6 separate regions of the Mus musculus genome follow, and regions 1, 2, 4, 5 and 6 are each linked to region 3. A link is a contact called in public HiCAR-type, HiChIP or PLAC-seq and promoter capture Hi-C data. All regions are on one chromosome and are shown on one strand. Each heading gives the region's core, a stretch centred on a gene start, on an enhancer-like site or on the middle of the called end of the contact. The rest is flanking DNA. Distances are from core to core; before and after follow the strand shown. Region 1 holds the start of Atp5mpl (ATP synthase membrane subunit 6.8PL). Region 2 holds the start of Wdr25 (WD repeat domain 25). Region 3 holds the start of B930059L03Rik (RIKEN cDNA B930059L03 gene). Region 4 overlaps Wdr25 (WD repeat domain 25). Region 5 overlaps Yy1 (YY1 transcription factor). Region 6 holds the start of Trmt61a (tRNA methyltransferase 61A).

Region 1 (4,779 bases), core at 737-3,236, 1.4 Mb before region 3:
ATGGTTTCAGCACCATGAGAGGAAAAAGCTGGATAAAGTGGCCCACTCTTGTAATTCTAGCACTAGAGACTGAGGCAGGAGAATTGTCATGAGTTTGAAGCCATACTTAGACACAGGCAAAACACGTATGCATAAAATAATAGTGATTTTAAACTAAAGCAATAAAGTGGTGTTATCAAGACAGTTCAGTGGGTAAAGATGCCTGACAGCTTCGCTCCCCGGACCTCCACATGGGCCCCATGGCACTGGGGATTGTTCCCCACTCTCATCCACGTAATAATATTTGTTAAGGGAAAAAAAAGTAAAGAGAAAAGGAGGGAGGAGGAAAGCGCTAGCTGCTCTGGGCCGAGGGGACTGGGCTCCTTCTGTGTGTGCGACACCTTTGTCTTCCCTTGCTTGTCTGGGTTCCTGACTAGCTCTTCTGTGTTCTGCTTGGGTAATGGCTATACATGCCTAATTTGTTTTAACCCAATAGGTGGCTTTCTTTTGTTCAGTTTCTGTTCAGATGTCAGTCATTTCTTAAACAGAAGTCTGAGGCTGAAGAGATGCCTTAGTGACTCAGGGCATTTGTTGCTCTTCCAAAGGACCCAGGTTCAAATCCCAGCACCAGTGTGATAGAACACAAACATCCATAATGCTGGTTACAGGGTATCCAATGCCTTCTAACTTCTGAGAGCGAACAGGCACATACTTGGTACACAGACATAGATGTGAGCAAAACACTCATACACATAAAAAAAAAAACTTAAAAAAAAACTAAAAAAAAAAGCAATAACAATTTTTGTTCATTTGTTTTGGTTTTGTTTTCTAAAAACCAAACCAGGGTTTCAGGATGCTCTTAAAACCCTAATCATCTTCCTCTACTGTCCAAGTGCTAGGATTATATCACGACACACCCAGCTAGCATGCTTATTTAAAACATAAAACCTTAGGTCCAGTCCCTAGCGTTCCTGCAGAAGTCTCTGCAACGCTTTACAACAATTTTAATGATAATTACTATGCACAGCATGGCTGCTTAATCAAATATTAGAGCAAAAATTTTTGTAGCAATACAGGGGGAAATGGCAAGAAATGCCAAAAGCCTGGCATAGTGGTGCAGGCCTTTAATCCAAGAAGACAGGAGGCAGAGGCAGGCAAATCCCTGAGTGTGAGGCCAGCCTGGGCTACATAACAAGTTACAGAAAGACCTATCTCAAAAAAAAAAAAAATTCAAGTAAAGAGGGTTTCCCCTTGTCACTGTTGCTTTATTTCCTTTGCTCTTATTGTTTGTTGGAGGGGAGAGGGGAGGAGGAGGGAGTGTGAGAGTCTCACTAAGTAGCCCAGGCTATCAAACTCAATAGACCCACAGCCCCACGCTCCACCCTCCACCCTGTGCCTCTGCCCCTTAAACGCTGGGATGAAAGACCCGAGCCACTATGTCTGGCCTTTGGTCTGATTGGTTGTTTTTGTTTTTGTTTTTTCTTTTTTTTTAGACAGGTTCTCACTGTGTAGCTCTGGCTGTCCTGGAACTCACTAAAAAAAATAGACTAGGCTTGAACTCTCAGCGATCTTCCTGCCTCTGCCTCCTGAGTGCTGGGACTAAAGGTATGCACCAACACACGCGAATTTTGGTTTAGGTTTTCAGGCTGGCCTGAAAGTCACATTTATCCTGCTGCTTCTGCCTCCTGAGGGCTAGGATTAAAGCCATAAACCATGTAAAAGGGGCTTTATTTACTTATTTACTTAAGGACAATTTGTCCGGATTATCTACTGTCCTGGTTTCAGCACTGAAAGTCCTCTGTTCCTGGAAACCCACAAACCCTGGGAAATCTGGTCAGTTTTATGACACCTAGAAACACAGTAGGCTTCTCCCAGCTCCTCCTGGTTTGGACTAATCCCTTCCGAAGCTTGTAACACCCGGGCGACCACTGGGGGCGCTGTGGTGCGCAGGCGCGGAAGGCCGGGCAGCCGGCGTCTGGTGTCTCCGCTCCTTCCGCTTTCCCAGCAGGCCCTGCGCGGCGCCTGCGTGCTCTGTGACCTTTCCCATTCTGTAGCAGAATTTGGTGTTGCCTGTGGTCTTGGTCCCGCGGAGGTAAGAGCGGAACCTGGGCTTTTTGCTGTGTTCCCAACCCGGGGGACTAAGGAGGGTCCGGGACCGGGTGCGGTGGGGCCCAGGTAGATCGCGGGCGAAGGACTCTGCGATACACGCTGACCTTGGGTCAGCCCCTGCGCCGCCTACTACAGGGAGGGTCCACCGGGTTCCCCGCGACTGTGACGGAGAGAGTGCCCGGCTGAGTCATCCAGACTGCGGGGGTGTCCGGGGTCAGTCCTCCAGATCCCCAAGAGTCCCCCAAGAGTGTCCGGGACTCCATCACGCCGAGGGCAGGGATGTGCACGGCGTTCAGTCCTCCACACTGCGAAGGTGTTTCTGGAGTTAGTCTTCCTGATTGTATGAGGGGAGGGGTGGTTGTCAGTCCCTTGGACAGATAAGACTTTGCTCAGACATCAATTTCTATGCGAAAGAGGGATTACTCCTCAAGACTTGGAGGGCCAGGGGCCCTAGTATCATCCTCACAGAAGTTGTCCAGGAGCTAGATTCTAGTGGAGGTCCACTCAGCATGGACTGTGTCCTTGTGCTGACACTTGGATGAACCTGTGTAACTATAGGCTCTGGCAAAGGGGCATGCCACCATCAACTGTGAGCATCTTGTTACCTACTCAAGTTACTCAGGGAGGGATGCAGCTAAAAATCCGTGCCAAGAAACATCACTTCAAAGCCAGTGCCTTCTTTCCATTATTCCACAGGTTTCTTCCAAGTTAGGTTTTGGCAAGGCCGATGTTTGAAAATGTATGAAACCACATTATAAACCTCAGACATGTTCCCCTCTTTACAGTGTGCTGCCAGGTAATAGCTTGCTGTTACTGTCACTTTCACAAACTCTGCAGGCATAGGCAGTCTCAGTAGACAGCCATTTGACCTTCGAGTAGGATGATCTTTTATTGAATCTGGTATTGTAAAACTAACAACTGGGAAATATGGTTAGCCAGAGAAACTTAGGTGGGAAGAGTAGAGGCCACACTGAGTACAGGGAACATGTCACTTGTGTAGTCAAATACAACCAAACTGACCAAAATGGAAGTCCAGGAGCAAGAGACAAAGGGGTGGGGGTGGGGTGTAAATGTACTGGATAGCAGGCCTTCACTGTGTCGGGACTCATGGCAGTTTAGAATAAGGACACAGTGCCAGGATGCCTCGATGCTGAGGAGAACACCAAGACCACTGAAGTCCCTCCACATCCTCTGTTTACCTTTTCCTTCCAGACCCTCCTGTGACACCACATTCTTTTTCAGGGTGTGGGAGGTCAAGACAAGTTTTCTCTGTGCCCTGACCATCCTGGAACTCCGTTTGTAGATAAACCAGGCTGGCCTTGAATTGAGAAAGATCCCCCTGCCTCTACCTTCCAAATGCTAGGATTAAAGTCAATCGCTGATATCATACCAGTCTTGATACAGCTCAACACTTCTGCACAGCCTATGAGATGAAACCTCTTTAAGTACTTTCTTAGAATCCCAGTGGCCTGGGACTTGCTGCTTTCTATTGGGTTTTTGTAGCAATTCCTTGCTATTGATTTGATCATTTCCTGAGTGCTCACTGTGCACCACGTGCCATTCTGGATCCATTCATTGTTGTTTGGGGACGGGGTGGGGGATATCTTTGTTTTTGTCTTTTGAGACAGGTTCTTGCTGTGTAGCCCTGGCTATCTATGTAGCCCTGGCTATCATGTAGACCAGGCTGGCTTTGAACTTACAGAGTGCTGGTTGGCTGGGATTAAAGGCTTGTGCTGCCACCTCCCAGCTAGGGTCCTTTATTTTTTAAGAGTCTGTCGAGCAAGTAGGAGGTCCATGATTGATGAAGAGATCTGACAAAGGAGGTTTAGAGAATTCCTAAAGTCAAGAACAGAGCTGGATCCCAAGGGTTCTAACCCATTGGTCCCCTACAGTACTCTCTCAGTCCTTGCCTGTGCCACAAAGATTCCACTCCACCTACTCAGTGACTTGGGTTCCTTCACGCTTTCCAGAGGCTGCCTTCTAATGCTCTGAAGCAGAACAATCCAACTAGAACATTCAGGTGCACATAATAGGGAGGAATTAAGGACAGATGACCATCTATGGTAAGATGATAGCACCACTCTACAGGCTAACTCTCACTGGACGAGCTAACCTTCAGACCTTTCTTCCACTTAGGTTCATTCCCATAGGAAAGAGCAGGAAGCACGGCCATAGAGGCAGATTGGTTCCTGAAGTAATCAGCAATGTGGGCCAGATTTGGTGTGATCTAGTCTTGTTTGGATCATTGATGCTTTGGGACGCAGTATAGAAATATGCCAAACAGTATGAATATGCACCCTATATTCTCTGATGCCCAGGAGGTCAAAAGACTCGCTGGAACTGGAGTTATATTACAAATGGTGGCAAACCACCTTGTGGATTCTGGGACATGGACTTGTTGAGCCATCTCCACCCCCAGAAGACATATCCCTAAATTCAAGATTAAATGGTGTGCACGCCTTCCCTGTTTCCCTAGTTCAACAGTAGCATTCTGTATAACAAGCACTCCCGACACGATACCAGGGCTGTGTGCACTAATGCAAGAATCCTAGACCCGTGTGAAGTGCAGCTCTCTTACTATCCCTGTTACACAGTCAGGTCATGTAAACTAGTGGGTGAAACCAGGGCAGCTGCCTTCTCCCCCGCCTTCAAGTTCACTATCCGTGCTTCCACTGAAGACGCTTCTCTGGG
Region 2 (4,229 bases), core at 1,484-3,983, 1.7 Mb after region 3:
CTTCCTGGTTTTACAGATAATTTTTTAAATGGAAACCTCTGTGGGGCTGGGGCTAAAGCTCGCTGACAGAATTCTTGTCAACACATGCAAGGTTCTGGGTTTGCCCCTCCGCACTGCAAAGCAGAAGAGAAGAAAAAAGAGAATGTAGAAAAAGAGCACGAGGGCAAGAGGGACCTGGGTATGGCAGCACCCACCTTTGAGCCTAGCATTCGTGATGCTGAGGCAGGAGGATTATGACTTCAAGGACACCCTGGGATACCTAGGCAAGACCCAGTCTTTAAAAACAAACAACCTCAGCCTGGAGATGATGATGTACACCTATAATCCCAGCACTCAGGAGGCAGAGACAGGTGGATTTCTGAATTCGAGGCAGCCTGATCTGCAGAGTGAGTTCAAGGACAGCCAGGGTCACACAGAGAAACCCTGTCTCTAAAAACAAACAAACAAAAAAAAAGAAAAAATCCGTGTCCAGAGAAACAGAGCAACTGCAGAGTACTGCCCGGGCACGTACAAAGCCCAGGTTGGGTCCTAAGTCACCAGTCAACCCAACTGTGGCAAGAGCAATTCTAAACATGGCATCCAAATCTGTTTGTTTCACCCCAAATGCATAGGTTCACAGGGTACTAAATTTCCATTCAAAAGTTTTTCCTGGAATTCTGAGCATTCACAAATTTCTATCAGCTAGTTCTCAGTAAGAATTGCTTTGGTCTAAAACTCAGTATTAATTCTGTGAGTACAGACAGAAAGAAAATAAGGATGCTGAGCATATCTCAGCCAGCAGAGGGTGGAGTGGGACAAAGTGCAAGCCTGGGCCATGGACCAGCTAGCCCGCTTCTTTTTTTATGCTTGTGTGTTTGCTGTGTAAGTGTATGCATGCCTATGCGAATGTGCAAACCTGTTCTCCTAAATACAAGGAGGCCAGAAGATGGAGTCCTGTGCTGTTTCACTTTCTATCTATTCGAGACATAGTCTGTCTGTGACCTCTTACAGGTTGAGTTACAAGCAAGTGTGAAATGGCTTGTTACATGGGTGCTGGGATCCAAACTTTGGTCTTCATGATTTCAAAACAAGTGTCTTTAACAGATGAACCTCCCTAGCCCATTACAAGTACTCACTATGTAAGCCAGGCTGGTCTTAGTCCAGTCTTCCTGCCTCAGCCTTCAGAGTGCTGGCATTACAAGTATATATCACCATGTCAGATCACACACTGGGCTCCAAAATTCCACTCAAAGCCTTCCACATCTGTCCCCTAATGGCATTATTTGCCCTAAGAATCCCACTGCCATACAAGTCTGCTCATCATCCAATGCCTGTAGCTATCATTCCTACCAGCAGCTGAATCCAGGCAGGTAACAATGTCCACATTTAGAAACATCTTCGAAAAAGGACTTCTAAAACCAGCTTTCCACTCTCCAACCAAACTAAGATCCCACTAGAGACTAACCACACAGAGATAGACCCATGCTCTGCAAATAATTTGATCTCTACATATTCAGCAGGGAGTTGAGGCCAATCTCCTGGTTCCTCAAATGAAACCCATCTGATTCCCACCACCATACTATATAGAGCTCGGTCACAGCCTGGGTTTTAAGCTACACGGTTATCTGCAGGGTAGACTCACAAAAGAGGCCTATAGCAGATCTGAGGACAGTGTGGCTCATCAGCTCCACAGGGGATAGAAAATGAACGACAGCAAGGGACTGGACACCAGATGCACCACACATAGATTTCATTCTCTCACTCAACATCTGCCACAGTAGGCAAAACAGTAAATGATGTCCTTCATTCATCACACTCCCAAGCCATAGAAAGACAAAAACATCCCTGACTCGTGAGCCAGACGATGTCGTGGACTTGTGAACTCAAAAGGAAAAGGATACAGGGTAGCTGGGCCCAAGACTGCATCTTTTTCTGGAGCTGAGACAGGTCTCAGAGAGACTACACCAGTGTGACGCTCTGAAGAGGTTGAGGGAACTAAGGTGTTCACAATACTGTGACTAAAACAGAACCAATACCAATGAAGAGGAGTCAAGGGTGAGTCAAGAAAACATATATGAAGGGAGACGGCTGAGAGAGATGCACACCGTTTAGGAGATGATGGTAGCCATCTTGTACCCAAGTCCAAAAAATGCCATGAGAAAGGGGGGGGGGGGGAGGTGAAACCAAGAGGAAGAGGCTAAATGGGGGAAAAAGAGGACTGAGGACTGAAGTCGAATACTGAAAAGCTAAAGGGAGCACGGATACATGGGGCAGGGTGTCCTGTGTGCTTAGCTCACTGTCCAAGAAGCCTCAATCTGGATGAATTTGCAGACAGCAAGGTGATGGGGCAGGGAACTGGGAAAGTTAAAGACAGAATTTTCCCGTTCAACACACGGGTCCTAGTTTCCTACTCTGTGTTAGGCACTATGATAGATCTGATGTGGGTAGAAATTCACACGGATCTTGCCCCAGAGGCCATGGATACAGGATGGGAAACAAAAAACAGACACGGGTTTTGAAGGATGAGTAAGTTAGCCAAGCTGTCAACACTAATGGGTAAAGAGTTCAGAGCACAGCACTCTAGGAATGAACGGGAAGAACAGGAAGGCAAGCGGCGAGCTGAGCCCGGCGCTAAGAAGCGAGAAGCATGCGGCCGCCACATCCCGGCCCCCTCCCTCCCGGGCCCGCCGCTCACCACACACACACACACACGGAAGCTCTTGGTCCACCCCTACAACGGTCCGGCCAGCACTCGGGCCGCCCAGTCGCGTTCCACCACGACGCCAGCAATTTCAGCCAATCGGAGATGGTCTCTGCCCTCCTCTGCCTGGACAGCCAATAGCGGCATGCCGAGACCGGAAGTTATTCCAGCCGGCTGGTGTTTCCACGGACGCCCAAGAGGTACCGGTGGCTGAACTTGGGGGTGCTGACTGGTGGGGCCGAAGTGGGGGCCGCCGGTAAGTGAGGAGGGGGTGGTCACTGCGCCGGGAGCGAGGGAGGGATGCCGAGGTGGCGCCGGGGCCTTCGGTTGACGCCCCGGCGCCGCGCCCCGAGGATCCAGCTCGGAACCGGGCTGTCTGTTCTCTGGGCACCTGTACCACGAGGGACCGGGAGGCTGCGGCGGCGCCGCCCACCCAGCCTGTCATCGTTTCCCACCGCCTGGGCTTTGCCCTGTAGGATCTCTTTGCCCTGTACGAAGTGTTTGTAAAGCCCCTGGTGCCCGTTTCACAGATGAGGAATCCTAAAGAGAAGCAGAGAAGGAACGCTACTTGCCCACGGTTTTATGATAGCACACCAAGCTCTATGTCCAACATTAAAAGCCTATCTTTCCGCTGCAGTGCACAACTTCAGAGCAAGGCTGCTTCGGGAAGGCAGTGATGTACAAAGCGATATGCCCGTCCTATTTGTCGCTACACTACACACAATTGCAATGATGCTGTGGGGGCGGGAAAGGAAGAGGGTGGGGAGGTCATATGGCGGTCAACCTGAAGAAAGGGACAGCTGATGCAATGCAATGACAAGTAGCTCCGGGCTCTTGAGAGTTTGGTTGGCCTCAGCCGCCTCCTCCCACGGCCCAAGTAGCTAGCCAGTGGCTGGACTTGCTCTTGAAGAAAGCTGGGCAAATGGCTCAAATGCTTTTGGGAACCTGAGTGATTTCTAGGAAACCCCTCAGTAAGTGAAACTGAAAGGGTGTGGCAAAGCAGATAAGAAAAACAATAGTCTCTTCTAAAAAAAAAAGAAAAAAAAAAAGAAACAAACAAAGAAACTGAAAGGGGAAGAGGAGAGTATTAAAGACCTCCACCCTGGCTGGGCAGTCTCATATGTTCAGCTGTCCAGCTTGAGCACCCTTGGACTACACAGCCAGGGTACGTATTGCCTTCTCTGCTAGGCTAGCAGCGTGTTTTCTGTTGTTGCAGTGGTTTGGTTTGGGTCACCTACCTCATATGAGAGCATTGAAGACTTGAGGAGGGTGTGTGTCTGGATTGGGATGTTGTGCATGTATTTCATCTAGTTGACTCAGGTTCAGGTGATGCCCTGGTTTTGAGTAGATGTGGTGGGTGCCCAGTGACCTGTTTGCATTCAGAGCTTGCCCTTCAGCATCTTCAAAGCTCCGGTTGATCTGGCCTCCTTAAGTGGTCAGTGTCTGAATACGTTGACATTCTTATTGTGACAACAGAGTCTGTAATGTCTGTCTTTGTAAATTAGTGTCTTTCTCTTTTAAGGTAGTATTCATAGGGCTCGGCTTGTAG
Region 3 (4,506 bases), core at 1,277-3,776:
AGCGTTTGTTTTCTATCAAATAACAAACTGTTTATCCAAAGCCCTGAAAACGTACATATGGCTAACATAAGCAGGTTATATTCAGGACTGTGTGTATTTATACCTATATGCATGTAATAACAACTAATGAAATAAGAGGCCATGAATTTGAAAGAGAACAAAGAGGGGCTCATGGGATGTTTTGGGTGTATGTGTGTGTGATGCAATTTACGTAATCTTAAAGTGAACCAGACAACTTGAGGTTGCTCCCCAGGACCCACAAGCTGCTTCCCAGAGTACTCACAATGTGACTCCAAGTCACAAGCATGACTTAACTCCATGAGGAGTGCAAATGCAGAGACGGGGTGACCCTGACCTTGTCATGCACCCAGAGACCACTTCCTGCCCAGTACTACCTAATAATACCATAAACCTCCACCTACATCACCATAGACACACACTAATACCAACTTTATTCCTAAAGGTAAAATGCCAGCATTCTCCAGGCTTATCAAAGCACACGAAAACATGAGCATATGGGCTGAATAAAAACAGCAGAAAAACCGGGTTTCAAACTGGTCAAATGCACTGACCAATGGAGGGCCGCCACGAGGCACAACACCCGAACATGGACCCTGTAAGGAGGGTGCCTGACATCGTGATGACCACCCGCTGAAGCAGAGACCTCTGAACTTTACCTAGGGCTTCAGCCCGGCCCGTCACCTCCTACGTGCGTGAACGGCTGACAATCCACCTATCTACTTGAAGCTATACCTGTCTTACACCTGAACACTACACCTGCGGCCTAGATCCCTGATCTCTCAGGTTCTGAGCTCCATGCCCCCAACAGCTATCCACTTGGACTCCTTAATCCCTAAATACTGTATTTGTGCCAGATGGTGGTGGTATAGTCCCTTAACCCCAACACTTGGGAGGCAGAGGCAGGTAGGTCTCTGTGGATTTGAGGCTAGCCTGGTCTAGAATGAATTCCAGGACAGCCAAAGCTACACAGAAACCCTATCTTGGAAAATCAAATGAACAAAACCAAGCAAACCAAACCAGCAAATGTTGTAGCAGCTATCTGCCTCTGCCTCCAGGAAGGCCTCTGTGAACTCTAACCTTGAATAGCCATTCTGTAATTTACATTGCATTGTGAGGTGTAATGTGTGACCCAAGAGTTATTATTTATTAAGAGAGTGAGAACAAAACTACTCAACAAATTACATCAATACAAGGGATGCAGACTGCCAATTTATTATTCAGGAAATTCTAACATCATGGAGAGAGAGAATTGTGTCCATGCTTCTGACAGCACCCCCACACCAGGGCTACCTTCCAGGGTTACCAGTATCTTGGGCAGGAAGCAGTGGGAAACAGACATCGCTAGGGCTTCCTTGGAACAGGCATGGCTATGACCCTGGAGGGAATCAGCACAAATTTCCAGATTTTTGAGCCCTAGAACAGTAAGACTCAGGGACAGAGTCGGAGACAGGCAGTTTACTACAAAGAAAGGAGAGAGGGAGACAGAAGTCAAGCCAGGAAGTGCACGCCTTTATTCTTAGGGCAGAGGCAGGGACATCTCTTGAGTTTAGGGTCTACACAGTGAGTTCCAGGTCAGCCAAGAAGAGACTCTGTTTTATAGACAGACAGACAGACAGACAATAAGGCTAGCCAAGGCGAGACCCTGTCTTATGAGTAAATTAGAGAAAGAAGGAAAGAAAGAGGCACCCAGTGAGTGGTAGTGGGAAAGACGGGGTGCTCAAAGTCCTCATCTATGTGAGTTCTGGTCCTCCATAGTTATTTACATAGCAAGCACCTCTACCTCTTTACGTTACCACGTGTCCGGTACACGCCACTTAGGTGGGACGAGTTTCCTGACCCTGCTTACTGGTTTCTTTCGTTAATCTCTCGGCATCCCCAGCCTCCCACCTACTTCAGTTCTCAGAGCTGCTACAGGGGACAGGTTGGCCCTGTCCTATCCACGCTACGGTCGCGTCTCGGGGTTCCATGACGGGGGTCACATGGGACCCTGGTCACCAACCCCGCCTATCAAGTGGAAAGTGACGGGGCTGTAACCCAGGACCTGCCGTTCAGTTCCACGGACGCCTGTTTGCCGCTGTCCAGAAGCCACTTCTGCAGAGTGGCAGGTCGATCACGTGTCGCCAGGGGAGCGGTCACGTGTGGCCTCGAACGATCATGTGAGTCCTCAAGCCAATCACCGCGGCCTGGAAGAAGGGGCATTGCGATTGGCTCATTTTCCTCCCGTGAATATCGCGAGATTCAGAGTCAGACACTTCCCGATTGGTCGATGCGCTGCGTCATTTCCCTGCGCCAGCGTTTAGGTGAAGGTAGTCGGTCTCCCTGTCCTGTGTGCCGTGGGCCAAGCGTCTAAGCTTGGGTCCGGGCCGTCCGCGGCCCTCACTCCCCTCCCGCCAAGGGACGCGGCCCCCTCTGCGGCTTCCTCTAGACGTCGCTGCCTTGTCCTAAGTCAGCCTGCGTTCGAGCTGCCGAACCGAGGTTTCGTGCGGCTTCCTGGCGCGGTGACTCATCCAGTCACGTGCGCCGTGGAGGCTGCGCCTTGCGGAGATCTCCGCCCTGCCGAGATGGCAGAGACCTTCCCGGGGCCGCCCTTGTCCTGCTGCCGTGTTCTGGTGCAGCTGTGCTGAGCTGATATCCTGTTGACTTTGAACTCTTCTCCGTTTTCTGCATGCGCTTTGTCTCATTCCTACGGGGTACCTGCTGCCATCCGCTTGCTCTTTGGTTTGGATGCCGGGTAGCCGTGCTGAGTCCCAACTCTGATGCTCCTGCCTCCACCTTTCCAGTGCTGGCATGGAAGGCGTATGTCAGCACGTCCACCTTACACACACGTACCCACATTTGATTGCCTCTCCACTTGGATCTTGCTGTTCTCGCTGATCCCACATTTATCTGTACATTGCGTCCATCAGACGCAGTTTTGAGTGTCCCACACGGTGCCAGACTGAAGGTACAGCGATAAGTAGGGTAATAGGGACATTGCTTGTAGAGGGCTCACGGGCTATCCTGGGGTGACTGGTTGGAGGGATGTTTTTGCAAGCTCCCTCTTGGCTGCAGTGTGGAATGTTTGAGAAGAAGGTGTTGGGCCGGCAGGAAAAGTTAGTCCTGGGGTGAGGATGAATTCGAATTTGGAATGAGTGCCAGAACCTTTCTAGTTTCAATTTGGCCATATTTTATGGAGACCGCTCAGCAGTTAGGTCCATGTACAGTTCTTCCGGACAATCCGAGTTTAGAGTCCCACGTTAGGGACAGACTATTTATAACCCTAGCCCCAGGGGACCGAACACCCTCTTGCTTCCGTGGGCACTTGCACTCATATGTACAAATCCACATACAGAAACAAACACATTTAAAAAAATAAAATCTTAAGGAGTGAGAGCGTGTGCTGGGGTTTTCTCACTTCTCTGCTCACATTTGCATCTAGCAACACTTCAGGCAGGTGAGGATAATTCCTGGTTTCTGTTTTTCAGCATGGAAAACAGTGCGGCCGGGAGTAGCTGGCCTTACTGCTCAGACTAGGTGAATTTTGCTGATGGCTAAATTTTTGAAGCAGAATTGCAGAGTCAAAATACATGACACCCTGCAGGGTGGAACGTGTTTCTAATGCCAGCATTCAGGGGGCTGGGTAGTAGGATTTTTGGTAAGACTGTCTCAAAATGTTTTCAACACTTACCTTTTAAAACTTTCAGTTGCATTTTTAAGGGTCCTACAAATCTGCAAGCCACCAACAGTAAACTGAAGTGACCCACCCTTCCTCACCTGCTACTGGGGTTACTTTCCTGTCCTTCCAGAAGCATTGACTTGTGGCCCTGAGATCTGCATAGGATGGCGACACTGCCAGTGGGAGCCCCTGCTTACCTGCCTCTGCTGGCTTTGCATCCTCCTCGGGAATATTCCTCACACCTACACGGCATGCCTATGTCTCTTTTGGCATGTAGGTGGAGGTAGAATTTCTGTTATGGGTGTCTACTTTCAGCCAGCTCCTTGCCCTCCAGCTACGTGCAGCCAGCCAGCTGGGAAGCGGTGGAGTACCATCGCCTAAGCCAGTGGTGCTTCCTGCAGCCATAGTTCTGCAGAGCAGTGTAGTTTAATGCAGTGTATCCCGTTTGATGCCTTCTCATGGTGTAGAGAGAGCCTGTCACAGGAAACAGAAATGCAGCTACTTTCTGTAGACTCCAGGCTGTCACCTGTGGCAGGTGGCATCCCATGGAAGATGAGGCCCTTGTCACTCACCATTTAAAGAAAAACCTCTTTCCTTAGGGGGGTGGTATACTGTTGTTGGGAGGGCTGGGATCTTCCATACTCCTGAAACTGGGAGAGAATGCCATTGCTTTCATTTGTAATTCATGACCTCATCTTTTAACTAAGTTGCTCAGAAAGCTCAAATCTCCCACCATCTTTAAAGACAACAGCAAAACAAACAAACTCCCTTCTGCAGGCTGGAGAGATGGCTCAGTGGTTAAGAACAGTGACTGCTTTTCCAGAGGTCCT
Region 4 (4,820 bases), core at 9-2,508, 1.7 Mb after region 3:
ACACTCCCAGATTATCCCCCATTAGCAACTGCTGTGTGGGGTCCATTATCAATTTAAGTCACAGCAACTGACTGGAAATACTGTGGGTAGCCATGAAGTTATTCACATAACATAGCGTCCTCCCTTGAAAATTCACTACTGAAAGGGCGGTATTTAAATAAGCTCCAAGTGATTATGAAAATAAAAAGACCCAAGTGCAGAAAGACCATTCAGGCACAGACGGAACTCGCCTGTGCTTTTAGCACACCCTCTATTAATGAACATGTTTGTGCACCGCCACAAATAATATTTGAATTTTGTAAGTCGTGTTTGTACACCCTGGAGCCAGGATACCCATAAGCACAGTAATAGGGGCTTAAGGTTTTTATTAAACAAAGTTACCTTTGGGAATAAGGACTAACTTAAATATAATCCACGGACTAACTCTTCCCTGCTGGGCTATTAGCTGGTGCTGGCTGAATGGCGGGACTCCAAATCCTCACTAATGCCAACAAGCTGGGCCTGAGTCAAACCCAGATGGAGTGCGGCTGCCACCACTGTCAACCAGCTCCATGGCGGCCCAGAAGCCAAGTGCTCTGTGGTCCCTCTGAGGGGACCACAGAGCCTAGTTAATGCGAAAGCAGAATGGGCACCAGCTGGACCCACTGGACCACTGTGACAAACAAGCATCCGTGTAATGTCAGCACAGCCCTGTGTCCACACACCAGCCCTGCTCCTTAACGGATCCCTTGAGGTGGCACTGGGCTCTGCACAGTCCTGACCCAGGTCTTAGAACCAGCAAGCTCTTCTCAAACACCTGCTGGAGGAGACTAAGCACTGGAGTTTTAAAAATCCAACTAGACCTGAAGTCCCTATCCTAAAACAATCATTCATTCATCCCAGCAACTCAGCAAAGATTGCATGTGACTTGTTCCTACAGTCCTCCCTCCCGCTGCCATCTATCTCCATGTAGGTGGGTTTGGGGGACACTTCCACACATGCAACCAGTATTTTGAAGTGGCAGGAAAGCAGATTTTGAAGTTTCCAAATAAAAAAATTGACCATCAGCTGAATAGAACCACAAGCTATGGTGCTGGTATGGCCCTTGGAAGATGAAGGGCCTCCAGAGGCCACAGGCCAGAGCTCAGATGGTTCTAGAAATCAACACTATCTGCAATCTGCGTCATCCTGTTAGCCGCATAGGGAGAGCAGAGCAGAGCCTCTGCTAGGCTTCTGTTACCGTGGCAACAGCTTCACTGGCCTGTTGCTGGGAAAGGAATGCAAGAAGGGAATTGGAGAGGGAGTGGGGAAAGGAGGAAAGGCAAGCGGAGGCGGACACAGTTGATGGAGGACTAGGGGCAAGCAGAAGGGGAAAGTAAAATCAAGACATGAGAGGATGGAGGGAAGAGACAGGGAGGAGCAGGGCTGGAGATGGGAGCGCCCACAAGTGTGCAGCTATCTGTATGCAAGGAGAGCTTGTTTCACTCATTAAAGGCAACACATTTCAACTCTCAGTTGCTGCCTCAAGATACACTCAATTATCCGATAAACCACGGGAAAACTGAAAATGCCAAAGTGCTGGAATTGCCTAAACACAAACTCTCAACAATGTCAGCACGAAAGGCTGGCCGGGTCAGGCCTAGATGGAAAAAGGAGGAGGAGAGGGAGGGGGCGAAGAGGAGGAAGAGGTAGAGGAGGAGGAGGAAGAGGAAGAGGAGGAAGAGGAAGAGGAAGAAGAAAAGGAGGAGGAGGAGGAGGAAGGAGAGGAAGAGGAGGAGGAAGAAGAGGAAGAGGAGGAGGAGGAGGAAGAGGAGGAAGAGCAGGAACATGCAGTGGGAGGCAGCACCCTTGAGCACAAGGCACTTGGCACATGAACTCTGTTGGCCTCCCTGTGGAGCAGGCCCTCTCCTGCTCACGAGCTCACGAAGCAGCAGCCTTGAAAGCTTGGAGTTTACACTCAGCTAGGCATCCTCACATTTGTCCCTGGTGTAGGCCAGGTGGGGCTGGAGCAGCACAGGAAACTCAGAGTAGGTGGTCAGCTCCAGCCTATTCTTCGGATACCCCAAAACACATCACCTGCCGAGTTCTAAGAGCCATCTAAATGGAGCATGGTGCCCTGAACTGGTCCCTGGGACAGGAAAGGGGCGTTAACAGGAAATTAAGTAAAAGGCAGGCAAGTGCACTGCAGAGTTAGCTGAGTGTGGTAGAGTTGCCTGATGTTAACTTCTTAGCTGTGTGAGAGGGAGGTCAGTGTGAGGAACGTGGGGAAGGACCAGGCACTCACTGCGTGCTGCTTTATACATCTAGGGTTATTTTTTAAAGTTTTACAAGAAGAATAAGAAGGGCCGTTAGAAACTAAGAGTCCCGTTTTTCTCACAGTGATTCATCTCTTTCGTATAAACCAGCACCCCTGACAGGCTTAACCGCCATAAAGTTTTATTGGCGTGCAGGCTGCAGCATTACAGCAGAGCCACACTCCCACAGCCAGAGTGAGTTATTAAGCCCTGAGCGAGCTGGCAGCGCCCTTTCCTCTGGAGCTGGAACACAGCAGTGACATGCCTCCACACATCAAGGAGCTGCAGCTCAGACCACAGAAAGCACACACACTTGGAAGACTGTGCTGAAATCTCTTTGCCCTCCCTACTCCTCAGCAGGGCTGCACAGGTCCCTCTGGGCCTCAGGTACCCAGCCAGCCAGCATCCTTGGATTGCCTTAGGTTACTGGGGGCAGCACACTCTGCCACATTGCTAGGTCTTTGCAGTGTGCTTGGGATGGTCTGCCACGGCCTTGCTGTGCATCTATCACACCTCCTCAGTGCCCCAACAGCCCAAAGCATCTTATCCTCCACCCTACAGCACAGTCATGATCCTGCCCCACCATTCCCTGCCCGCTCTGACCCCCTGTGCTGCTTCCTCACAGGGAAGACTAGTCCAGGCATTCGTCTCTGATCTCACTCTGTCCCAGCACCCAACTCTTGCAACAGATGCAGGATGAATGAAATACTGTGTTAGGAATGCAAGCAGTTCTTCCTATCCTGCCACTCCCGGGAACAGGTCAGGAAGACTCTATGTGTTAGAGGAAAGGAAACAACCCTCCAGAAGAAACAGATGTTGCTACAGAAGGACAGGTCCATTCCCACAGACATGAGTGTGGCACAAGAGTCCTCTTTTGACAGGGAAGTTGAAAAGCTTTTCAGAGGCTTTGGTTTCCTTGACAACAGCATTGCTGTAGACATGCCGGGAAATAATTAAAAAGTATGTTCCCATTGCTCCAAGTGCTGTAAGTGTTTTTAACCAACAAGAAACAAGTCATTCTGGGTGGCTTCAGTGTGACAGAGCCAAGGGCACACACAGAGACCCCATGGCACCATCGCCTTTCTCTGCACTTGGGGGCCTAAGGGAAGGACCGGAGCCATTAGCCCGGTACAACAGTGACCACAAGAATTTTAAGTCAGATTAACAGCAAACCTTTCCAAAGGCCAAACCTCTGGCAGTTCCCTGAACTGACTCTCATTAACACCATGTACTAGAAAGAAACTGAGGCACAGAAAAAAGAACAATCCAGGCCATGTGGCCAGGGACCTCCACAGCCCCTCCTCAGGCTGACTCCAAGAGCTCACCACTCCTGGAAGAGACTCACATTCTGTCCTCTGGGCCCTGGCCCCCATGTGGAGCCACTCATGCTGGCTACCTCACATGGCAGGACCTGCATCCCCCCTGTGCCTCCCACAGAGCAGGGACTTACAAAGCCAGGCAGCTAGAGGCCCCTGCCCCTGCTCACCATGCTCCCTCTTTTTTCAGATGGCTCTAATGTTGTGTTTTGTTTTAACAGCTTTACTGTGTTCGTGTCTTTCATTGTAAGCTTCCTCAAATCCTTTCTGGATTTATGATTTATAAATAAGTAATAAATAAACACACAAGCTGCAAGCAGCGGCCCAAGACTATTACCTGAGAGCGTGAATACAAACATCTCAACAGATGTGGCACAATCATCGTCTTGATTTAGCTCCCAGCAGATTCGAAGGCCCTTGAACAAGCCTGGACCCAGTTAACACATCACTCTCCACAGAGATGCTTCCTGCATGCACTGGAGGGCAGGGTGGGCCCAGGGACAGAAGTGTAATTGAGACCTCTGGGAGGTCTCCCAGACCCTGCGGCTCAAAGGGCTCATTCACAAATGTCTTCTTAGCACTGACTATGTGTCCTATACTCCTCCAGGACTAGCACTACATGAAAAAAGAGCAGAGTCCTTTGATGGTGGGACCTATAGTGGGCCCATCCATGTCGGACAAGCTCAGCAAAGTCCCAAAAGAGGAAGGTCTTTAGCAAAGCCACATGACTGTCCTCTGCCACTTTAAAAAGGGAGGTGTCTAGAACACCCAGAATAGAAACAGGAAAGGCTGAGTTCAGAAGCCAGCTCTGTGCTTCCATGTCCCTCAGAACCCATCTCTGGTCCTTGGTTTTCTCACCTGTCAAATGGACAGAAGGAGGTTGCCAATGCCAACTGTCATTACGGGGTGACCATCACAGGCCTGTCAGTCATCTTAGAGTCCTTCCATGGCTTGCCTGTTGGATCCTCAGAAGGCTCAGACAGATGCTGACACACTCCCTCACTTACTACCAGGCAAACTAAAGCCAAGAGCTGAACCTACTTAGAGAGACTAGGGATTGAGGCAGAACCCAAAACAAGACTTATGAGCTCACTGACTACCTGGCGCCCTCTGTGTGGGAAAATGGCATGGAAGCCCCAGAGAGGCCAAGCTCTCCACAAGCACAGGAAGTATCAGGTGTCTTGTGTGTTGACCATCCTGGCCCAAAGCCACTAACTGGGTCAAGCTCTGC
Region 5 (4,557 bases), core at 71-2,570, 1.8 Mb after region 3:
GCCTCTGGCAAAGCTGGTATGGCTTGGAACTGCACCACCAGCACCATTATCATATATGACTCAAACACCTCCTCGTCCCACTTACCCCTGTTAAATAAAAACTAACAACCCCACAAAGATCATCAGCCCTGACAACTGCACATTAATTATTTTGTTGGGGTAAGGCAACAAAAATCAGCTGCTCAAAAATATATAACATCTTAAAAAAACACAGTAACAAACAACCACACACATACAAAATGGGCCCACATCATACAGACACAAACCATCTTTGGGAAATATTAATTTTGGAAGTACACATTATACTTTTATACAGAGTCATTTATACCCATGTAATAAAAACTCTCAAAGGAAACCACAAACGGGCACTGGCTACTACTACTGGCTGATGGACAGGCAGAATTGCCTTGTTTGTTTTTTTCAAGACAGGGTTTCTCTGTGTAGCCCTGGCTGCCTTTAAACTCCCTCTTTCAACCAGGCTGTCCTTGAACTCAAAGAGATCTGCAGGCCTCCACTTCCCAAGTGCTGGGATCAAACAGGTGCACTGACACTGAGCGGAAGGCATCTCCTGCTGGTGTTTTGGTGGTTAGAGGGAGATGACAGTTTTTATAGGATGTTTCATTTTACTTTGTTTTTGAGACAGGGTTTTGTCACCACCGCTAGTTTTATTTCTGGTTGTAGCTTGTCAACTGAGAACCAGTCTATCTTCTACTTCCTCCAGCAACCTTGGTCTTTCTGAAAGATTTCTTTCCTAGCATTCCTTACAAACTTGCGTATGATCAAGGAGCAAGAAAACTGTGCTCTAGAAAACTATGATTTAATTTAATTTAATTTCAAAAACATCTTTGTAGCCCTAGTTGGACTGCCTCACACTCCTGCATGAAGCTTGCTGGCTAAACTGTAACTAAGCCAATGGTCCCTCTTAGCAACAATGTACCAAAAATGACTTATGACATCTCTCAGTAGGTTACTCTGTCCACCCAAACCCAGGACAGAGTATCTGGATCCTCCTTACACTGCCAAGCTAGCAACCTCCCATGTCTAAAAACAGGGAGAACTTCTACAATGCCTGATGACCAATCTCTTCCCAATTCCAACCCTGCAGACACACTTTAGATTACTAGTATTCCAGTTAGCAAGCATTACTTAAGTGTCTGCTGTTTACAGGTTTTTAACGAGCCTGTTGTTCTCAAAAGCCTGTCTCTACTTATAATTCATACTAGTCTCTTACATGTCAGTGAGTTTGAAGTTTGGGGTTCAGTTCAGAGTAGCAGGAAGCAACTGGTGCTACTGCACCACCTAGAGGTCAGATCAGCATGAATCAGCAGCAATTCATGAATGCTTCTATTTCTTTCAAATCTTTTTCCTCCCTCCCGAAGACAGTGTTTCTATGTGACATTGCCCTGGCCATCCTGGAACTTGCTCTGTAGACCAGGCTGCCCTGGCACTCAGAGAGCCTCCTGTCCTGTCTCTCTGCCTCATGAGTGCTGGGATTAAAAGCATATGCCACCACTGCTCAGCTTTCTTTCCAGTCTTAATAAGATGTCTTTGAAATAGGTTCTTACCATATACCCCATACTAGCCCTGAACTTGCGATCTTATTTCCATATGCTAAGTGCTGGTGACAGATCTATGTGGCCACTCCCAAACTAGTTATCATTTTAGAAATTGTGTGCTAATATTCAGTATTAATTTTAGAACGAAAATTTACCAGGCATTTGGGCAAACCTAAGACTTCATCAATGGAAGACACAACTGTCCATAACAAGATTGGCTCTTCTCTCAGAAGCTACGCAAAAGAAAAATGAAGGGGTCATTCCCACCCCACCCCAGCATCAAGAAACACTGCTTGCGTTTCTCTCATTGACTGGGATACTTTACAGACCCAGACACGATGAGGACAAATGACAAGATGGATATATGACTTGGAGTTGACTTCTACTATCTTTATGACCTTGAGCAAATCACTAACTTCTCAGCCTCGGTTTCTTACTCTGTAAGCAGGCACGACCCTTCTTTTATCAGAGCTGCAAGGAGTCCAAGACAGCACACCAGACCCCTGAGCAATGAGTTACTATCATCACTGGTCATATGGTTAGAAATGAAACTCATCCTTTTGCTTCTTTGATCTTTGAGAGAGGGTCCAAACCAAGTATCGCAGATTGGCCAGGAGCCTGACAACCGTGTGGCTCGGCCTCTGGCATGATAAGGAAGAACTGTAAGCGCCAACTACCTACCACACTCAATAAACTGAATTCATTCTTTAAAATTGTATTATTTATGCTTAACAACCCGTAAGGTTCTGATATTCTAAATTATCTTTCAACCAAAAAACCCTAAGATACTGAAAGGAAAAAGACAAGCATAAAGCCACCCTCAACAGCTTTTTACTCTACTTGCTACTCAGTTTTATTAAACTGGAGGGCATGTTGAAAGACACGCTGCTTAAACTGACATTACCTCCAACTCATCCTGTCACATGTGGAAGGAGCACCACCACAAAGACTGAACTCCACAAGTCACATCTGCAGCATCTTCCCAACAGTTTTAGCAGAGCCCTGGATGTAGCAAAGATGAGTCTTCTGGCAGTAAGCTAGGAAGTACAAGTCTCCCCAGTACAATAAACTTAGAACCAGGATGTAGGACCTCAGCTGCTGAGACAGTCCATTATCACTCAGCTATCATCTGCCAGCATCAAGGTCTCATTATGGAGCCCAGGGTGGCCTTGAACTGGCAATCCTTCTGCCTCGGCCTCTCAAGTGCTGGAATTACAGGTAGTTGTTCACTTACCACACCCAGCAGCCTACAGGATATCACAGTCCAGCTTTAAGGAAATATACAATAAAGAACTGCCTAGCTAAAATTAGGAGACATAAATTACTCACCAGGCCCTAGTCTCTGAACACAGTTTTTCAAAAACAGACAACTCAGTAAAATACCCCCACCTCCCCTCTGTGGTCCCACCTCAAAACTCAGAACCCTTGTTTTCAGGGGTGGTGTCAGGTCAAGACAGGCTTTCACTGTGTCTAGCTATCCTGGAAACCCCTCAGAAGACCAGGCTGGCCTCAAACTCACAGGGAACCTCTGTCCCCTGACAGCTGGAATTACTGGCATGAGCCACCACCACCTGATATTATTATTATTATTTTTTGAGACAGCACTCATGTATCCCAGGTCCAGCTTCAAACACACTATGCAGCTAAGGTTGACTATGTGCCTCTCCTGAGCACTACTGGATAGACACACAGCACTTGACTTACATGTAAGCCTAGGGTTTCCTGCATACAAGACAAGCACTTCTGAAAACCAAGCAATCCGACCCTCCAGCTTTAAAGACAGAACTTCCAAATAAAATTCATTACTTTTTTTTCTTTTTAAACTTATGTCTATGTTAAGCAGTCTAAACAGAGGGTGGCAGTTTAAGACATTCTTGTCTTCAAGTCTAGGCCAGCACACCCATACTGCCAAGGATAGAACAGAGAGAAACATATGAACTCTCAGGCATAAGCTAAGACCTCGGGGCTCAAGCGTTGCTCTTCAATCACAGGACAAAGTCAGGCCTGAATAAGCTTTGCCATAACTGGTAGAGATCATATGGTCTGATCCACAACAGTGAAACATGGTGCCTCTACTTGATATTTTATTGTGGGAATCCCAGTCAAAGGCCCCTGAAGACCCCACTCCAAGACAATACAGTCTCACAATATGGAGATTTGAAAACAGCAAGGCATACAGGTTCTGGCATTTCTCTACCACCAATAAAGTCCATGTAGGTCAACATGATCTTTAAGGGATCTAATTCTACATGGGACTGGAGTCCAATCCTCAACACCTTGGTGCCACACTTCCCTATTTTTACATTCTAACAAACTGAGCAAGATAACACCCAATTCTAACATAGAATGAGAGTCCTCAGAGCTGATTGTAAAAGGAAAGACCATGTGGGCTGGGCTCCAGTTCAGCAGCACTGCCAAACATGCACAAGGCTCTGGGCTCCAAAAAGACTTGTCACAGTGAATGTTCCTCTTCAAACATTGCTGCACTGTCTTCTCATCACTTGCCGTGGCCATGGCATTCATGACATCATTCTCTGTAAGTGGCCTTCTCCCTGGTTTCTTTATCCTTGGTGCTCTGAGATATCATCGGGGCAGGGAGAGTCAAAACAATGCCAAGAGCCATCACATCTGAGTTGTCCTGCTCACAACCTGTAGCTTCCCTCTCTCTTTAGTCTTTTCCAGTCCTCTATCTGCCACTGCACCAGTGCTGCAATGTGTAACAGAGATTCTCTTTTTCGCTCTCCTGGTTGGTGTTCCAGAAGGTTCTTCATCGGTAGCCAGGCTGCCTCACCTCCCCAAGTCTCTACTTCAAATAATTCTCTTCTGCCTTCTCTGCTTCCTCTTACTCTCCAAACACAAGGGTTTCCCCAAAACTCCCCATCTTAGAACTTCTATAAGATCTTGATTTTAGCATGACTTCCTTCTAACTTCTTCCTAAAAACATCAAGTCTATATGAGTTTATGATGTAATCAGGTGGATATTGGTGGCCTTTTGTCTTCC
Region 6 (4,855 bases), core at 1,897-4,396, 1.1 Mb before region 3:
GGGACCCATCTTCTCTGACCCTGGTCTCCAGCCAGCCTGAGCCAGTCCTCGCTGTGAGCCAAAAGGAACCCTGATGTGACCATTACTGTGGTGTGGCCCTCGGGTACACGGGTTTTCCTGGGTTCCAGATGACCCAGCAGCTCAGCCCCCTACCTGCACCCTAACCAACACCACTGACGCACCTTCAACCTTGAGGGCATCCCAGGCATGGCCCACAGCTTCCCAGGGTGATGGGATATCCAAGAAGACAGCGTCAGCCACGTGGACCACACCGAAGCCACTGCAGCACACATCCTGGGTGTGCACAGTCACCCACTGGCTCAGCCGATGCTCCTGGAATTCCTCCCGGGCCTTGTCCGCCCGTTGCTGGTGGAACTCTACTGTGTGTAGGTGGCCAGTGGGGGCAACGCTGCGGATGATTGCGTGGGATACAGAACCACTGCCCGTGCCTGGCAGGAGAAACAAGAGGGGTTGAGGGGACCCTTGAGGGCCATGCCCACCCATCAACAGCTCCTCCTCTCCAGGAGACATATGAGGGCAGAGACGGTGTCATATCATGAGCTGCGTGTTCTGTTCTTGGCAGCCTCAGTCTTGGGTTTGGGGTGCGGGGGCTGGAGTTGATGGGCTGTGTAGTACTGGCACAGGCAAGGACAGGGCAGCCCTACTCAGCACACACAGAACAAACGGGAAGCACAGACTCAGTGGGGCAGACATGGGGGTGGAGGGTGAGTCTGGGCAGAGCTAATGCTGGGCCTACACTATCCTGGGACCTAATCCCGTCTACACTGCAGTGAGCCCATGGGTCTTGCCTCAGTTGTCTATCTTACTTCCCCCATTAGCTCCTTGACTCAATCCTCTCCACAACACCAGCTCTGCTAAATCCATCTCCATAATAGAAAGCCAACTGCACCACCCTTCTCACAATGTCATCAGTCTGTCAAAAACAGACTTTCCAGGCAGGGGTGGCGCACGCCTTTAATCCCAGCACTTGGGAGGTGAGGTAAAGGCAGGTGGATCTCTGAGTTCGAGGCCAGCCTGATCTACAGAGTGAGTTCCAGGACAGCCAGGGCTACACAGACAAACCCTGACTTGAAAAAGAAAAAAAGCAAACCTCAGCTCAGCTCTTCCTTAGAGGGAGGGCTACCCCTCCTCACCTGACGTCATGGACTCCAGGACCAGGGCTAGCTCTGTCACCACTCATCCTTCTTCTTTTTTTCTTTTCTTTTCTTTTTTTTTTTTTTTTTTTTTTTGGTTTTTCGAGACAGGGTCTCTCTGTGTAGCCCTGGCTGTCCTGGAACTCACTCTGTAGACCAGGAAATCCGCCTGTCTCTGCCTCTCAAGTGCTGGGATTAAAGGTTTGCACCACCACTGCCTGGCTTCTTCTACTCATCCTTATAGCTGCTCCCTCCACAGCTCCAAGTACCCAGGCTTGGTGACCACTTCCAGCAAGGTTCCTCACCAAAGCACTGGTTCCAACCTCCTGCCTGTCCTGTCTTTCAGAGGGCGGAGAAGGGACCGGGTACCACATGGGAGCACAGGATTGTGTTGCCCGAAACAGGGCAAAGGCCTGAGACAGGATAGCATATCCCCTAATGCAAGGTACAAAAGGAGAGCTGTCAGAGCTGACCTGCTATCCGCTCTCTCGCTTCAGAGGGAAAGAATAGAAAGCCAGCAACAACCGGGAGAATGGGAACTCTTGTGACTCTGGACCTCAGCCTCTTAGCCCACAAGAAACACACCACCAAGGATCTAGCCATCTGATCCCCGGGGTCATTCTTGGCAGAGGTGTATGCCTAGATTGCTGCATCCAGTGGCCTCAGTACCTAAGGGTGGGCATGTGAGAGACAGCTAGCTCAGACCCTTCTAGCTACCACCTGGCCTCGTATCAGTGACAGTGCTAATCTTCGATGGAACTAGGGAAGGGCCTGGCTGTAAGTGTGGGACAGACTTCTCTCTGCAATGAGCTCTGGAGTATCCAGCCTCCCTCCAGGAAGGGGCAGCTGGCCTAGAAAAAAAGCAGTCAGCACCTTGGCCAGCATCAAGCAATCCCAGCTCCGACCTCATAGGGCACCTCCTCCTCTTTCTTCTCCAACCCAGGTTAGCTCCCATCAGCTGCCATTTCGATGACAGCAGCTAGTACTGCTTCTGGCTTCACTCCCTGCAGCCACACCCTCCCTTGCAAGCGGAGTTGCTAAATAAAAGCTAGAAGAACCAAGTAGTTCAGCGCACAACTGCAGGAAGGATCGGCTGCAAACCGTCTTATCTGAGCTCATACCAGAGGAGCTCACCTGATTCACAGACCACAGAACCGGGACGCAGCTCCAGCATCATGGTGATCAAGGCAATGTCGGTGGAGTAGAGGATCTGCGTGCGGTGGGGCAGGTTCACTGTCCAGAGCTCAGGAGTGGGGTGCAGCACATACACCCAGCCGCCTCTGCTGCAAATCACCTTGGAGCCAAATGGGCGGCCAATGAGGTCCACCGAGTGCCTCAGGACGCCATGCCGGGTCTGGGTCTGTGCCCCACGCTGCACACGCACTGCTACCATCGAGCCGTGCCCCAGTGACAGGATGGCTGTGTCGCCTTCCTTGATCAGCTCCTCGTATGCCACGAAACTCATGGTGTTAACGTTTGCCAAGGGTCAGGGACCTGGAGAAGTGGTGTGTGGACGTGAGGTCAGAGGACCAGGAGGCAGGATGAAGATCTGTGGTCTGGACAGAGAGGTCTGTGGGGCCTGGGTTCTGAGCAGGGTTAGCGGACTTGCTTAGCCAACCCAACAGAGCTGCACTCTAGCCTAACATATGGAGCCCTTCTGGAGGTCTCTATTCTCGGAGTACACAAGAGAGTGCACAGCGACAGGAGCCCAAGGATTCCCACACATGAAGAACCAGAATCCCCTAGTGTGAAGGCGGCAGCCTCTGATAGCGTGCACAGCAGGGGAGAGAAGCCACCTCCGAGCCCGGAATCCCCGTAGCCCCTTGCCCAGAGTCTCCACGGAGGGCTCCCGACGGCAGGGAAGGCTGGCCTCCCGCCGAACAGCACGGGACCTGCCAGCAAGCCCGGAGCGCCGCTCCCAGCTCGGAAACTCACGCAGCATAAACCGGCTCCCGGCTCCACACGTGGCTCCACGGCGGCCGTAGCACTTCCGGTGCTTTTTGATGACGTCAAACCAACGCAGGGCTCTCTGGGAGTCGCCGCGCTGTCCTTTGCGTGCTCCCAGAGGACCTTTTCTGGCTGGCGTCTCTTCGGCTGTGTTCTTCTGTGCAGGCTTGCACGTTGCCTAAGAGATCCGAGCGCTGTGCGAAATAAAAGTCCCCTGCTCGCCCGCGGCCTGTCCGCGCGCGGCCTTTTAGGGCTGCCCGGTGCACGAAGTGTCTGCCCGCGGGATACGCATGACCCTAAAGAGCACTTTGACAACTATGTAACCCCAGGACCTCCCTACTATGGCCCACCAGGACATTTTTGTCATTGCAAACAGCTCTGAAACACCCTGTCTGGGCTCCAGAATAAATGCCATAAAGTGGAAACGCAGGCAAAGGGATGAGGGTTAGCTCAAAGACTTTGGCTAGGGCTGGGCCGAGTAAAAGGAGTAGAGTTAGTCTGGAGTATTCTGCAAAAGTGGCCCTAGGCCAGGTCCTGCCTGAGGGGGAGGGCACAAAGCGTCCCTTTCCAGGATCCCTGGCATCTTGAGAGCCTATGAAGTGAAGGAAGATTCTTCCTCCGGGTGTGCAGTGGAGAGGGGAGTAGGCAGGCATGGGGCAGAGAGAGTGGAGAGCCTTCCTGCACACCTCAGCTGGTAGAAAAGAAGAGAAGGAAACGTTAGCTATGCAGAACCAGCAGCAGTGACCAGCTTAAGGCTGCACTCTCCATGAAGAGACTTTGACCCAGCCTGCCTTTTCTAGAATCCCGCCAGCCTATAGGGATCCTCTGGGGCCAGGCTAGGCCAACCTGTGATGTCCTTGCCCTAGAAACTCAGGTGCCTGACTTCAGACCTCCTCAAATTTCTGCCCTGATTGACCTTAGTATGATAGCCCTGGAAGGACAGACAGTGAGGGTTTTTCTTGGTCGCCCATGTCTTCAGCTGAGACATCCCAGCCATATCCACAGCCCCACAACCCTTTTCTTTCTTTTTTTCGTCTTTATTGAATAATTTATTTACATTTCAAATGTTTTCCCCTTTCCAGGACTTCCCTTCAGAAACTCCTTATCCCATCCTCCCTGCCCCCACAACCCCTGTTCTAACAGGGTACTTCATTCCCTTGGTGGTGCACAGCCCAATACACATCCTAATTGCCCCTCTGGAGAGTTAGACTTTTCACTTCTCCTGGGAGGTTCCTCTTCCTCAGCTTCTCGGTGGCATGGAGACCAGGCCTGATTACATCCCCACCCAACCTATGAGTTCAACGGGGGGGGGGGGGGGGGCTTGGTTCCACTTGCCCACTGCTGGCTTCTCAGTTCTTCCTGTGTACCTCTTCTACAGTCCATCTTCTCAGAACTAGTCATCTGTTATGCCCAGCCTCAGCCTGGAGTCTTCAAGCAGAACCAGCAGCTTAAGACCCTAGCTGGTGAGGTGAGGGTGGGGAGATTTCCCAGCGCAGTTTATGCACTGAGTTCTAATAAGAACAGATGCTTCATGTGGCCAGTTCACTCTCATGTCATTGAATCCTCTTCCTTACAATTTTATGACCACTTTACAGATGGGGAACAGAAAGCTAATTTGTGTAACATCATACCGACAACATGGTTCATGCAGGGCTATATTTTGTCTTTCAGACAGCCTCCCTATATAGCCTTGGCTGCCTGGAACTCACTATGTAGATCAGGCTGGTCTCAGACCCAAGAGATCTGCCTGCTCT

What was found. Promoter capture Hi-C pulls out the DNA fragments that hold promoters and counts their contacts. HiCAR-type assays count read pairs that join an accessible place to other places. HiChIP or PLAC-seq counts read pairs in DNA pulled down with a chosen protein or histone mark.
Region 1: a contact with region 3 is called in a promoter capture Hi-C map of pre-B cells, with 3 times the contacts expected there. The contact joins the promoter of Atp5mpl here to the promoter of B930059L03Rik in region 3. A contact is called at or near these places in 3 of 39 promoter capture datasets (liver and pre-B cells).
Region 2: a contact with region 3 is called in a HiCAR-type map of astrocytes, with 7 times the contacts expected there. The contact joins the promoter of Wdr25 here to the promoter of B930059L03Rik in region 3. A contact is called at or near these places in 2 of 39 promoter capture datasets (the C10 cell line and hippocampal neurons), 8 of 115 datasets of contacts at active chromatin or transcription factors (the NIH/3T3 cell line, astrocytes, embryonic forebrain and 5 more) and 1 of 9 other capture datasets (adipose tissue).
Region 4: a contact with region 3 is called in a HiCAR-type map of astrocytes, with 4 times the contacts expected there. The contact joins the enhancer-like site here to the promoter of B930059L03Rik in region 3. A contact is called at or near these places in 3 of 39 promoter capture datasets (the C10 cell line, cranial neural crest and hippocampal neurons) and 4 of 115 datasets of contacts at active chromatin or transcription factors (the NIH/3T3 cell line, astrocytes, embryonic forebrain and 1 more).
Region 5: a contact with region 3 is called in an H3K27ac HiChIP or PLAC-seq map of embryonic stem cells, with 5 times the contacts expected there. The contact joins the enhancer-like site here to the promoter of B930059L03Rik in region 3. A contact is called at or near these places in 2 of 39 promoter capture datasets (cranial neural crest and hippocampal neurons) and 4 of 115 datasets of contacts at active chromatin or transcription factors (astrocytes, embryonic stem cells, large pre-B cells and 1 more).
Region 6: a promoter capture Hi-C map of pre-B cells shows a contact between it and region 3, with 3 times the contacts expected there. The contact joins the promoter of Trmt61a here to the promoter of B930059L03Rik in region 3. A contact is called at or near these places in 4 of 39 promoter capture datasets (erythroid cells, liver and pre-B cells), 3 of 484 Hi-C or Micro-C datasets (CD4 T cells, embryonic stem cells and rod photoreceptor) and 2 of 9 other capture datasets (adipose tissue and liver).

The regions. Positions count from the first base shown.
Region 1 is chr12:111,964,216-111,968,994 of GRCm38.p6, reverse strand. It overlaps Atp5mpl (ATP synthase membrane subunit 6.8PL), which reads left to right and starts at 1,986. Exons shown (of 4, transcript NM_027360.3): 1 at 1,986-2,071.
Region 2 is chr12:108,892,776-108,897,004 of GRCm38.p6, reverse strand. Wdr25 (WD repeat domain 25) reads right to left here and starts at 2,733. Exons shown (of 7, transcript NM_177602.3): 1 at 2,692-2,733. It overlaps Wars (tryptophanyl-tRNA synthetase), which reads left to right and starts at 2,831. Exons shown (of 10, transcript NM_001164314.1): 1 at 2,831-2,936.
Region 3 is chr12:110,589,394-110,593,899 of GRCm38.p6, reverse strand. It overlaps B930059L03Rik (RIKEN cDNA B930059L03 gene), which reads right to left and starts at 2,526. Exons shown (of 1, transcript NR_033340.1): 1 at 1,221-2,526.
Region 4 is chr12:108,912,544-108,917,363 of GRCm38.p6, reverse strand. All of the region lies in intron 2 of Wdr25 (WD repeat domain 25), which reads right to left. Among named protein-coding and RNA genes, the nearest start is that of Wdr25, 21 kb to the right of the region's middle. Within about 2 kb of position 1,258, at least 97 of the 459 cell types and tissues checked have an H3K27ac peak or open chromatin away from gene starts, as enhancers often do. A contact at or near this core is called in astrocytes and hippocampal neurons, where this site is marked.
Region 5 is chr12:108,808,109-108,812,665 of GRCm38.p6, reverse strand. The region is part of intron 2 of Yy1 (YY1 transcription factor); the gene reads right to left. Among named protein-coding and RNA genes, the nearest start is that of Yy1, 17 kb to the right of the region's middle. Within about 2 kb of position 1,320, at least 33 of the 459 cell types and tissues checked have an H3K27ac peak or open chromatin away from gene starts, as enhancers often do. A contact at or near this core is called in astrocytes and embryonic stem cells, where this site is marked.
Region 6 is chr12:111,676,396-111,681,250 of GRCm38.p6, reverse strand. Trmt61a (tRNA methyltransferase 61A) reads right to left here and starts at 3,146. Exons shown (of 4, transcript NM_001099793.1): 1 at 3,090-3,146; 2 at 2,289-2,648; 3 at 183-449. The coding sequence starts at 2,619.